Regions from separate parts of the Zea mays genome. Here regions 2 and 3 are each linked to region 1. The links are chromatin contacts, called in public Hi-C maps. All regions are on one chromosome and are shown on one strand. Each heading gives the region's core, a stretch centred on a gene start, on an enhancer-like site or on the middle of the called end of the contact. The rest is flanking DNA. Distances are from core to core; before and after follow the strand shown. Region 1 holds the start of LOC100284446 (late embryogenesis abundant protein). Region 2 holds the start of LOC100281415 (heat shock 70 kDa protein 4). Region 3 holds the start of LOC107546744.

Evidence for each region. A called contact is a pair of places that touch in the nucleus more often than the background predicts.
Region 2: a Hi-C map of ear shows a contact between it and region 1, with 1.8 times the contacts expected there. The contact joins the promoter of LOC100281415 here to the promoter of LOC100284446 in region 1. A contact is called at or near these places in 2 of 25 Hi-C or Micro-C datasets (ear and tassel).
Region 3: a contact with region 1 is called in a Hi-C map of ear, with 3 times the contacts expected there. The contact joins the promoter of LOC107546744 here to the promoter of LOC100284446 in region 1. A contact is called at or near these places in 5 of 25 Hi-C or Micro-C datasets (bundle sheath, ear, endosperm and 2 more).

Annotation. Positions count from the first base shown.
Region 1 is chr8:91,358,503-91,362,675 of Zm-B73-REFERENCE-NAM-5.0, forward strand. LOC100284446 (late embryogenesis abundant protein) reads left to right here and starts at 2,013. Exons shown (of 1, transcript NM_001348983.1): 1 at 2,013-2,728. The coding sequence starts at 2,132. The coding sequence ends at 2,587.
Region 2 is chr8:91,798,708-91,802,880 of Zm-B73-REFERENCE-NAM-5.0, forward strand. It overlaps LOC100281415 (heat shock 70 kDa protein 4), which reads right to left and starts at 2,218. Exons shown (of 10, transcript NM_001154333.2): 1 at 2,132-2,218; 2 at 639-1,867. The coding sequence starts at 1,808.
Region 3 is chr8:91,646,663-91,650,835 of Zm-B73-REFERENCE-NAM-5.0, forward strand. It overlaps LOC107546744, which reads left to right and starts at 2,230. Exons shown (of 5, transcript NM_001322372.1): 1 at 2,230-2,400; 2 at 3,638-3,807; 3 at 3,985-4,117. The coding sequence starts at 3,798.

The DNA.
Region 1 (4,173 bases), core at 763-3,262:
GCCCTCAAGGGGGATTAGATAAGGATAGTTAGAGATAAGATTAGAAGATTAGTTGAGATTATTTTGGAGATTAGTTAAGATTATCTAGGAAGGTTATCAGTTAGTAGTTTGTTAAGAGTTTTTAGGAGATAAGGATCTCTAGCTAGATAGGGGCAGCCAATCGGCCTATTTATGTAATCAATGGATGAGAAATAAAGCAGACAAGAATTAGAAGGGAGAAACCCTCCTCTTGCTCGGCCGTGGGCAGAGGCTCCCGGTCGGTGTTCCTGCCCATCGATACACCTCTCCATCTGGTATCAGAGCCTCACCGATCTAGCGACCATAACATATACACATGAAATTTTTACTAAATTTCTGGATCAATTAATAGCCTCCAGATATCATTGTTTTATTCAAGGTATAACAGATGGTGAGGAGTACAAAGTATTTACCATTAGTAGCCTATCTGGAAAGGAACGGTTGGTTCATTTCAACAAGTCAAGTTTGATTGGGAGGTGCTCATGTAAATTATTTGAGTCTCACGACATCATGTGCTGTCACATCATACAAGTTCTTAGAGCAGAGAGACAAATTGAATTACTAGACTATTATATTATGACAAGATGGCAGAAACGGTGTAAAAGGTTTGTCTTCTATATTCCTCTATGAAATTGGGACATGTAAGTTTCAAGTGATGTTTTAAATCTTTTCTTCATGCAGGGCTGTTTTCTTTGATGATGAAGGTAACATACTAGAAGACGTAGCTTCAAATCCCAATGAGGTGGCAACACGAAAAAAATTTCAGAAGCGCGCAACATGTTTGAAGATCTTATCCAAATGGCAAAGCAATCCAATGAAGGAATGGACATTTTAACTTCCAGTTTGTTAAATCTGCAAGCAGCTGTCAGAGTCATGGTGCCTTCTGTTATCAGTACCAAACATGATGAAATTGAGTCTTTTATTGGTACAAAAATTCCAAATGAAGTAGTCATACACCCACCTAATCATGTGAAGTCAAAGGGGAGATGCAAAAGAATTAAGAAAAGCAAGGAGACAAAGTCTGTAGGCAAGGGAAAAGCCACTCGTACATGCAGCAGTTGTAAGCAAATAGGGCACAGTCCCTTAATATTGCTTTGTGTCATCCTGTCTTGTTTGATTTGAGTTGGTAGTGCATTCACAACAATGTCAATGAGAACAATGTGATACGAGCAAATTTTACTTTCATTCAGATTTGCTTTCTTTACAATCCACAATAGTGCTACAATATCTAATTCTATGTGCTATACAATATCTAATTCGATATCCTATACAATCTCTAATTCTTTGTGCTATACAATATCTAATTTTCTATGCTATACTATCTCAGTAGCAATCCTGGAAGCATCAGTACCGTGTGATGCGCTAGTCTTTTGAAAGCATCAGTAATAATTCTGGAAGCAAGCAAACCGTTCCGGCGCCCTGATCATTTCATTCATTACAAATCTTGGAAGCATGATATTGCTGAAAGCATTGCACCATTGAATTTTCGGAAGCATTCTGGGAATAGTTAAACATTAAACAAACAAGACATAATATTGCTGTTTTTTTTCTTCTCTCAACCACTGAATGGCAGGAGTTTGCACCTGAACGACAGGAGGGTAGGGCGCTGGCTGGCTACAGGAAGTATAGGACGACGGTGTGGGGCCGAAGGAGGATGAGGAGGGCATAGGGGGCCGATGTTGCAGCAGTGTCTGGTCGGAGGTCGTCGAGGCGTCGTGCGTCGAGTGGCGGCACCTGGTCGGAGGTCATCGAGGTGTAGGTGCGTCGATGCGGCGCCTGGCCGGAGGCGGCGACGGAGAGGGCGAGGCTAAGTCAGAGGTGGCCAGGACAAGGCCAGGGCGGCGCATGGTCGGAGTTAGGCTGCGTCACTGGATCTAGCGATGACTGGATGGGGTTTGATTGCAGTTTGGATAATAGGTGAGGGGACTCATTGTAAAAGTGCAGCAGGGATGGGTTATACACGTTAGATATAGATCCAGTTACGGGCGTCGTGGTTTGCACAGTTTGCACGAGACGTGCAGTTTGCACCTGATCTGCAGCTGCAGGCCTGCAGCCCCCGAGTCCGAAATCGTTGGACGGGGAAAGGAAAGCGAAACAAGCCACGCTAAGCAAGATGCACCGAAACCCTCGCGCCGTCATCCGCGCCGCCGTCTCCCTCACCCGCCGGCCCCCCGCCGTTCCTGCCGCGGAGGCTCTCCAAACCCTGCCTAAAGCGACGCCCTCGCCTGCGCTTGGGGCGTGGCGGCCAGACCAGGCGGTGGGGCCTTTGGGTAGCGTCAGCCGCCGCCGCGCCTTCTCCTCCTCCGCGGCAGAGTATGGCAAGGATGTGGACGAGGTGAACCGCAAGTTCGCGGAGGCGCGGGAGGAGATCGAGGCGGCCATGGAGAGCAAGGAGACGGTCTACTTCAACGAGGAGGCCTCCATCGCGCGTGACGCCGCCAACGAGGCGCTCGCTGCTTTCGACGCGCTTTTAGCGCGCCTCCCGCCCACCGACGCCGACGCGCTCCGCCGCTCCATGGGGCTAAAGATGGAACAACTGAAGGCCGAGCTCAAGCAGCTCGAGGACTAGCCGACTAGGCTGCGGAAAGGTTTGAGTTTTGCGAGAAAATTTGGGCGGAATGTTTGGTTATACACCTGTTCTTTTGAGATAGAGATTCCTAGGTGTTCCGCTTGGTGAATAAATTTTAGCACAACAATCTGTTGCATTGCCTGTTTCTGTTGGTTCTTGGTGAGAGGAGATCCGAAGCTAATTTGTAATGTGCCTGGTTTACCACCTTCACATGATTGGCCACTGTTGAGGCCTTAAATTGATTTGATAGAAGTTAGACCGATGCGTTCCTGTGTTGTTCGGATTAAACTTCATTTGCAATTTTTCTTCCTTGATTAATGTTTTGGTGCAACATGGATACTTCATTGTTCAGTATCTGTTGCCATGACATTGACAAAATTTTGAGCTACTTTGTTTTGTGTTCCTGAAACCAGGTTCTTCGATACCTTATGTTATCACACCTTTTACTGAAAAACAGGAAAAGCTAGACATTGATGTTTCTTGTGTACAAACTATGAACTGCGTTTGCATGCATGCGTGCTCTTAGTGATTCATGCTCTTTTCAGAACCTGAGGTTTTTCTCTTCAAATCTTAAGGTGAAGGAATGAAGCCATGTGAGGTGATTTAAAGCTATAAGCACTTAAGTATATATTGTTTGTAAGAACTGCTGATGAATCAGTTACTACCTATTAATCACAATAAGACCCGTTTGTTTTCTTTCGTTTTAAGGAATTGGAATCTAACTAATGGAGTAAGCTATTTTTTTATAATGTGAATTGATTATATAGATTTACATGTTACTTTTCTAATGTACAACTTATAACATACTTTTCTACTTGCTACTCTATAGTATAATTGTAGTGTATAATTATCTCTCTCTTAAGATTTAGGATAATATACAAATATATTAACTTAATTAGTTTGTGTCAAAATTATGATTATTAAAATGGAATTCGATTCCAACAAAACAAACGGGGCCTAAGAGATTTTTGCTTCCAGCTCTAACTATCATGGCTTGTCAAACTATTTTCGACAAAATTGGTATATGCATGAGTCATGATGCCTTGGTATCAGTTTGTAGTCATGATGCCTTGTGGTATCTATTTGTCAACTCTGGTTTTATCTGCTGCTGCAGAACATTTGAATAATTTTTTTACCAGTTTAAAGTGGAAATATGTTAGACCTCTGGACCAAAAGGGTTTGCTCAGACATCTGCTTCTCTAATCCTTATGGTGATATATTCCCTCTAGACTGTCTCTTCTCTTATTTTCTCTAAGGGCTTCTTTGGATGACCAAACCCCGGTAGGTATCCCGGCCCAATCTGCTGGGGAGACGAGGCCTGCGTCTTCTCTTCCCCAGCTATCCTCGGCTCCCATTTGAATGTGGTATGGGCCAAAATTGTCACGGTCCTTCGTATTCCATCCCTATTGATCTACGGGGAAGGAAAAAAATTCTCGTCTGCTTGTGTTTCTTGTTCTCGTCGTGGCTCTCTCTCATCTAGGGACTACATTTTCATTTTGGGGTTTCCGAAACCCGTTCGTTGACTAAAGTTTGAATTTTATATTTTCAAATTTGAAATCAAAATACAAAAAAAACCGAACCAAAAT
Region 2 (4,173 bases), core at 968-3,467, 440 kb after region 1:
TAGCCTAACCAGCTGGAAACGCTCAAATCTGATGTACTAACTTAGCCAGGCTAGCACCCCCTTCTGCACTACTAGGGCCTGGCTAGGGTTTAGGTAACCAAACAAACTATGGTGCATTATTGCAGCTTGTCTAGGGTGGTAGCCAGGCAACCAAACAGACCCATAATGGCTGCTCCACTAAACACCAATTTATAGAAATGAAATGTGTAGCGTTTGTAATGCAAAAGAAGGGACAACACACAAAAACAAATACTATCTTCAAACTCTAAAACAGACTCCATAATGATGGTTATCATAAGCAGGATTTTCAGGTTAAACAATAGCATATATCAACATTAGTTCTAGGAAAAGAACGCAGGGGAAAAAACCGGTGTGCAATAAGAATATCTAGAAAGGTGAAGACAACGTTGATGAAAGAAAAAAAGGGTGAGACTTTTTGATTGTTGACACGACTGCTGTGGTCTATTTCGCGTCAATTAGCAGTTCCAGTTGCACACATGTTTCAAATTTTTAGTATCCAGATGGCACACGTTCAAACTTCAAGCATAGACAGCAGTTTAAGATATAGAGTAGTCTGGTATAATCCAATCCATATTAGCTTAAAACAGATATACATAGGTAAGCTGAGGAGCTAATACCTGGAATTCTCGCACTTTGAAAGTGGGGCTGAGAATAGCACATTGAAGAGCGCATCCTCGCGCAACACACTCGCTTGCATTCATGGTACGTCTTGGTTCCTTCCCAAAAAAATCAGTAATTATCTTGATTATAGCCGGAACACGAGAACCAGATCCGACAACCTCAACAAAGTGCACATTTTCAGTAGTCAACCCAGCTTCAGCCAAGGCCTTCTCCAGTGGCCCTTTCACGCGTTCCAGCACAGAGGCACTGATCTGTTCAAACTCCTCCCTCTTGATAAAACCCCGCACATCCTTTTCATCCATCAAGCACTCAATGTTCAGTGGGGCCTCTGGGTTGGCACTCAGCACCTTCTTAAGTTTCTCACATGCCACACGCAACCTAATACATGCCCGCGCATTCTGGTACACATCAATCTTATATTCCTCTTTAAATTTAGCTGCAAAGTGCTTAAACAGGGCCTCATCGAAGTCCCTCCCACCAAGAGACCGGTCGTATGTATGGGACAACATCTTGAGCTGTCCCTTCCTGTAACCGACAACACTAACCTGCATGCTTGCATGACCGATATCGACAAATGCAACATTCAACTGGTCATTCTCTGGGAGATCAGTCTTATAAATACCATATGCCAGAGCAGTGGCTGTCGTCTCATGGAACAATCGCAATGGCCGGAGACCCGCAATAGTAGCAGCATCAAGAACAGCCCTGCGCTGCAGATCTGTGAAGTAGACCGGGATACCAATGCAACAATCAACAACTGCGGCATTCAGGTTACCCTCAGCAATGCCCTTCAAATTGGACAGCACCATGGCAAGCAGCTGGGTGGAGGTGAACGTCCGCTCCTCGCCCAGGTACCGTACATGGACCAGGGGAAAACCATCGGGGCCCTCCGTGACTCGGAATGGGAAGGAGGCGAGATCGCGCTGCAGCTCGGGATCTGAGAACTTGCGGCCGAGCAGGCGCTTAATCTGAGAGATGGAGTTTTTGGGGTTCATGGTGGAGGACGCGGCGCCGGCGGTGCCGATGAACCGCTGCTTGTCCCCGAAGCAAACGATGGCGGGTGTCTCGCGCTTGGACTCCTCGTTGAGAACCACGTCGATGCCACGCTGCCGCGCAACCGCCACGATACAGCTCTCATTGCCGAGGTCGAACCCCACCACGCTCATCTTCGATTCACACTAAGCTGCTGACCACTACAGCTTCAGATCTAGATCACAAGTAGTCACTGCATCGCAAAAGCCAGAGATCTACTGGTTAGGCAGGTCAGAGAAGCAACGGATTCTTGCGTGAATCTTAAGACAAGAACGCCGAAACCAAGAATTTTACGCATCAAAGCGAATAGTTATGAATTCTTCACCGAATGCAATGCGAACCCCAGCCGACGACTACAAACCCGCTGTCCCAGTCGACGGGTCCAAACCCGCCGCAAAAAAACATCTAAACATTAACCTAACAATCTAGTAAGGAGGCATGGAGAATCCGATCGTACCTTCAGAGGTGGAGATCGAGGCCCGTCGAAGCTCGTAGCGCCGCAACGGAAGTACGGGCAGGGCTTCCCCTTTGGCGAGAAGGGGAGAGCCGGAGAGGAGTGAGGACGCAGTGATATACGGTGTGTGCCGCGGATTGGCCAATGTAGACGAGAATCTTCTAGAACGTGGACGGGAAACCTCACGCCGGGGTGGGCAAAAAATTACCAAACCAAACACCACACGAACCAAACAACTTTTTAACTCTATTTGGTGTTAGGCATTTAACTCTATTTGGTATTTTGGTGTTAGGTATTTAGTACGGTTTTCAATATTCGCACATCAAATATACCAGAATACCAAAATTTAGCAAACCTATCCCTTGACGTCCAACAAGCAGTTCATATAAAGTCTTAAACCCTATACTCATATCATTTTAATTTTTTAAGAACTATTCAACATTAAATTGTTTATTCAATTTTATTAGGTACTTATTGATAAATTATCGTTATGTTCTTTATACAATTTTATGTTTGTAGTTTAATTTGCTACTTGTCTGGTGACTATGGTAATACCAAACACCAAACCAAAAAATCAAACACCAAATTGTGCAGTTTTTTTATTCCTGGACAAAAAGTTTGGTTTCCATTTTTCAAACACCAAACTTTTTTGACAACGAATAAACCGCAAAACCAATAAAACTGAATTCCTAGCAACGAACGCCATCTCCACCATAATGTGCATACATACGTGCAACGCACTGTAGACTATACTTAGGGATGAAAATGGACGAAAACGGACGGAAAAACCCATCTCCCATTTCCGTATACGCATTTTATCATCGGAAACGGGATCGGGTCTGGAATAGTCGGGAATGGAAATGGGAGCGGGATAAACGGAATTGCGAAAACGAACAGAAACGGAAATACTAACGGAAACTCATAATTTAATACAAATAGGAATGATATTGATGTTTGACTGGTGATTGATTGGCAGGATAATAACGTAAAACAAATAGATATAGAGAGACAACATTCTATTGTTGTTTGGTTGCTAAGAGCAACTCTAATAGTTATGTAAATTTTAGCTCTCTAAATCACAGATTTAAGAAATTGCTAAATAACTTTGGAAGTAAAAAAATGTGAGTTCTCCAATAGTTCTCTAAATATAGGTTGTAGTTTTGTTTTGTATCTATCCACATAAAAAATAAAGTCACAATGTCATCAATTACCTTCATTATCTACATAATGCAGTAAACATTTTTGTTTAGGGACTTTGCTAAATGGTTGCCAAATGTAGAGAGGAAATAAGGTTAGATGAGAAGTTGTTAAATTTAGAAAGTTCATTTAGAGAACTGTTGGAGATGAGTTTTTGTGTTAACTACTTAAATTGTTGATTTAGGAAGTCTGTTAGATAACTACTGGAATTGCTCTAATAGTGTACATTTAGCTACATCCGATGTTGTTTAAGACTTTAGACCACTTGTCATTGAAAAGAGCATATGGTTACAATGGCCATTTATGTTATAATTTGTCACCTAAAGACACGAGGCTTCAGTTTATATACTAATGCATATTAGGCTCGTCCCATATTTATCAAATACGGAATAAAATACGGGTTCAATCCAGATAAAAAACGGAATCCCGCAAAAACGGACGGAATAAACCCTCTATTGTTTCCGTCCTGTTTCCATATTTTTCGTAAATACGGAAACAGACGAGACAAATGTAGAAAACGGTTCGGGTCGAGGCGGGATTTTACCCGTCCGTTTTCAACCCTAACTATAATGTTTATAAGATGGAGTTAGTAATATGTATTGATTTAAATTGGTATACCTAAGTTCAACTGGTGTATGAGACATGTCTTCTTGTATTTGGTTCTTTCAATTGCTATCTTCTGTAAGGCATACCTTGTAGTTGTATCCACTAGGCATATATTTAAATTTTCTTTCAATTGGTATTCTTTACTGAGTTCAATTGATATATGTATGCCTTAGTTGTCTGTGTTTAGTCCCCACTGCAGCACTACGGGGTAGTCCACGTAGTGCTTTTGGAAGGACGACGAC
Region 3 (4,173 bases), core at 980-3,479, 290 kb after region 1:
GTCTTTAAGGCTCGGTTTCATATCCTCGCTAGTCTAGGTCATTATTTTTCCAATCAAGTATGCAATGTGGTCATATATGCATGTATCATTCTCCACAACATGATTCATGAGGATTAGCGTGGAGTATACAATATAGACGACTATGAAATAGTCGAGACCTTCGTTATATCACTAACCATCACTCTTGAAGCACTTACAAGCTTTGTAGCTATCCTTCAACGTAAGACCTTAACCTATACTAGTTCGTTCATCACCTCCAAAATAATTTAATTGAGCATATTTGGAATTTGCAATACGACAACTATATTTTTATTTTTATGAATTATACTCCATCCATTCCAATTTATAATTTGTTTGACTTTTTTGTGCCAAGTTTGATTGGCTCGTCTTATTCATTTTTTTGCGAAAAATGAAAATTTCAAAGTCATACTTAAAGTATACTAGTCGGTTGGCCGTGTGTTGTGACGGCTCACAACAATACCCACGTAAACTATCCACCAAAAAGATCTCAAGATTTTTTATTGATTGTTTCCGCTTCCAGCATAATTTTTTTTGATTTGACTAACTGATGTTGTTGTTTACTCCATCCAATATGTCTTGGTACAACACGACTAGTGAAGGGAGCGATTAGAAGAGAGTTCACAACGACTGGCTGAACGAATAGAGATTATAAAATGACATAATTCCACCATACAGAGACCAAATAAGAGAAAGTTTGTGAGCACAAGTTTCTAAAATAAGTCACATGAACTCAAACTTATAAAAAAAGATAGATCAAAATATGGAGTTGTTGCTAAAGTCAGTCATCAATAAAAACTGGATGCGCTCTATACAAATTATGGTACTTCATAGCAATTACTAACGTTTGAAACCAACAAATAACCTTTCCTTTTACTGTTACCAAGACAAATCATTGTTGCTCCATCCAATTCAGCAACCTCAAAACACCATGGTGTCCATTGCGCCAATGTGATCTCAGAAACGATCTAATGCATGCAAGAGCCAAGAACACAAGGGACGAGCACCCTGTGGTAGTGCCCGCATGGATCTCCAAATCCTAACACATATTTGCAGGATCCATGAGCCATCATCAGAAGAACATAAACCACATGCAAATAATAAATAAAGTATTAACACACCCAAATTATGTTCAGTCCTTAGCACAAAAAAACTAACACCCAAAACAACAGAGGAATAACACAATAACTTTTGCAATGACAGAAGGATGGGTGATAGGTACATAGAAGTGGTAGAAACATATCAAATCGACACCATGGTAAAGAAAATACCATGTAGACAGACGATGTCGAGCCATCGAACGGGTACCATAGGCAGCAAATTAGGGACCCACATCCCTCGCATCCCCCACTTCCAAGGTTTCGTAGAGCAGGAAGGGAAGGGAAGAGACGGGCATACCTGTTCGTTGTCGGAGAAGGACACGACGAAGACCTGGGCATCTGGAGGCGACATAGGTAGTATACCGCTAGATACATATATGGAGAGAGCACACAAGAAGAGAAAGAAGCCTAGCCGGATCAGCTCCAAACTGAGAGGCACCCGCGCCAGGCGACAATCCGAGAAGGGCGAGAGAATGCGAGCGCCTTCCCCGCCTTGGAGCCGCCGAGGCGACACAACACCACCACCAACTCCGTATCATGCAGCGGCTTAATTTAAAATAGATATGAGAGGTTATTTGTAAAAATATAACGTGGGACGACCGTTAAACTGGTGCTTTAATATAGCATATAGATTATATGCTAGGTGATATCACCGTAAAAACTAACAATAATTATGAAAAAAATAAATAAGATGAGCTCATCAAACTTGAGGTAAAAAAGTCAAACAAATTATAGATTGAATGTTGGAAATATGGTTTTTAAAATTATGTATTTTCTAATTGTTTTTTATGAATTATACAATTTATTTGCTTACTTATATAATCGGATGCATTTATATTCCAACAAAACGACTGTTTCAAGAAAAAATAATATGACACTGAGATAAGATGGTTGTATTTTAATGTTGAAGACTAAAGCGCTTTGTGGATAATGACTGACGATAGTTAATAGGGATAATTGATAACAGTAGATATAGATCCGCGAAGTTAGAACTAATCTTGCCGTTTTGATCAGATCTCTCTGTTTTGGCATCAGATCTGGATCATTCACATGATCACATCACGTCCCGTCTGGTAGGGTACCGAGACCAAAATCCACCGGAAAGGGAAAGGAAAGCACCCAAAACACAGGCGGCGCTCAGCCTCCAGCTGTCCGCCTCCCCCACCCGGCCACACCGTTCGCCACGCACCGGACCAACCGAAGCTCCACCAAGCTGCGCACGCAACGCAAGCAGAGGAAATTTCCATAGCCTCCTTCCTCGCATGAGCTTCCGTCCGGGCACGTAAGTTTCTCCTGCCCCGCGCCCCGCGCCCCGCGCCCCTCCGCGATTCGACGCCACCGAGGTTCCCCTTGCTTCTGCGGAATCGAGGCTAGGTTCTTGGTTTTGCTGCGCGGGAGCATTACTAGATTCTAGGCCGGGAATGTAGCTCCTGCTGAATATTTGGACCGCGTGTTTGCTATTTTAGTGTGGGGTAGTGGGCCGATCGGTTCTTGGTCTCCAGTTATGGTAAGGCGTTGACCTGTGAGCGCAACCTGTTCGTTGATATTACTGACCGGAGCGCCAATAGAGTCTTGGGTAGTGAACCTGGAGCTGTTGCTACTCTTGTTTCCCCATTTCGTTTCGAGGAAAGCGTGGAAAGAGCTTGCTTTGGCTTAGGCTCAGGCCCAGGACCAGAACTTGGTGTTTATGCAGTCGTAGAATGTAACAGCACAGGGCAAGGAACCTGAGTGGCTCTAATATTTTGGATTTGGAATGACTTCAGTGGTTATCATATGTTTCGTAGATCTGAAACAATGGGCTCAACTTCTGTTATAGAGTAATTGTTAGTATATATCGCAAGCCTGGATGGACTCCCTTAGATCTAGTTCAGTTAGAGCAGCGCCAGAAATATGCGTTCAAGTTGATAATCAGTCTAAGATTCCTAGTCAAACGAGAATGCAAGATGAACACTCATACTCTCTTAGATCTAGTTCAGTTAGAGTGGCTGTTTTCACATGTCTGACTATATAGACTGCATCGTTTCCTCATACATAGGATAATGCATTTGGAACCTACTGACATTTCATATGGTGATGGTGAATCCATTATATACTATCCATCATGAGGAAGATGGCCCTTTCAAATCTGAAGGGTAAGGCAAAATCTAAATGCCCCAAATCCATTACAGCCAAAGATCACCAAACCTACAGCAAACACTTAACCTGACAAAAAATTATTAAACCACAAATATAGCATGGCCTCCATCCAGAAGTTTACATGAAAGATATCGATAATTTGTGCTTACATGATCATGCCAATGTTAAACACTGACAACAGGGTAAAAGCGCCTTCAATTTTTTCTGTACTGCATGTTTATTAATTGAGAAATCCAGTAAGACATCATGGTTTGCATACACTGAGTTGCCTAAGATATCAATTTGTTGAAATGTACTTTTCTCCTGCAAATTTTTCTTTTGAGTTTTGACAGATTAGGTTCTTTTAGATTTTCATGCTAACATCTCATGTATGATCTGTGCAGGTGCCACATGAGATGACATGTTCTTAACACCTGTTTTCATTAGGCATTTACAACAGCAGTGAGATATCTGCAAATGCTGATTAGCTTCAAGGTTATTGGTTTTATCTTTGCCAAATAACTGTAATACTGTTGCAGCCAGGGGTTTGCACCTTGGTTTTTTATGAGGGGAGGTAACTTTTTTTATACCTTATCATCATGTTCCATGCACAATAATTATAACATGTTTGTTGGACCTTAAAATTCTCAATGTCATTTTAGAAGTGTGGTCAGTCTTTATGGCGAAGGGTATTTCAAATATCTATTAGAGCCGTTTTGCATTAACTTCATTTTTCTTCTGAATTGCACAGGAAGATCAGATGAATTTTGTCGTTGCCAGGCATGCCTTGGTAAGTACACACTACTTGGAGACGAAGAAAATCCACGATTGTCAACATATGACAGACGGCTCCCCTGCTGTGGCTGTGGAATAGGTTGGTCTTGGTGAGTCAATTTGCTTTGGCAATGAACTGCAATAGTCTTATTCTTGCTTGTAAATT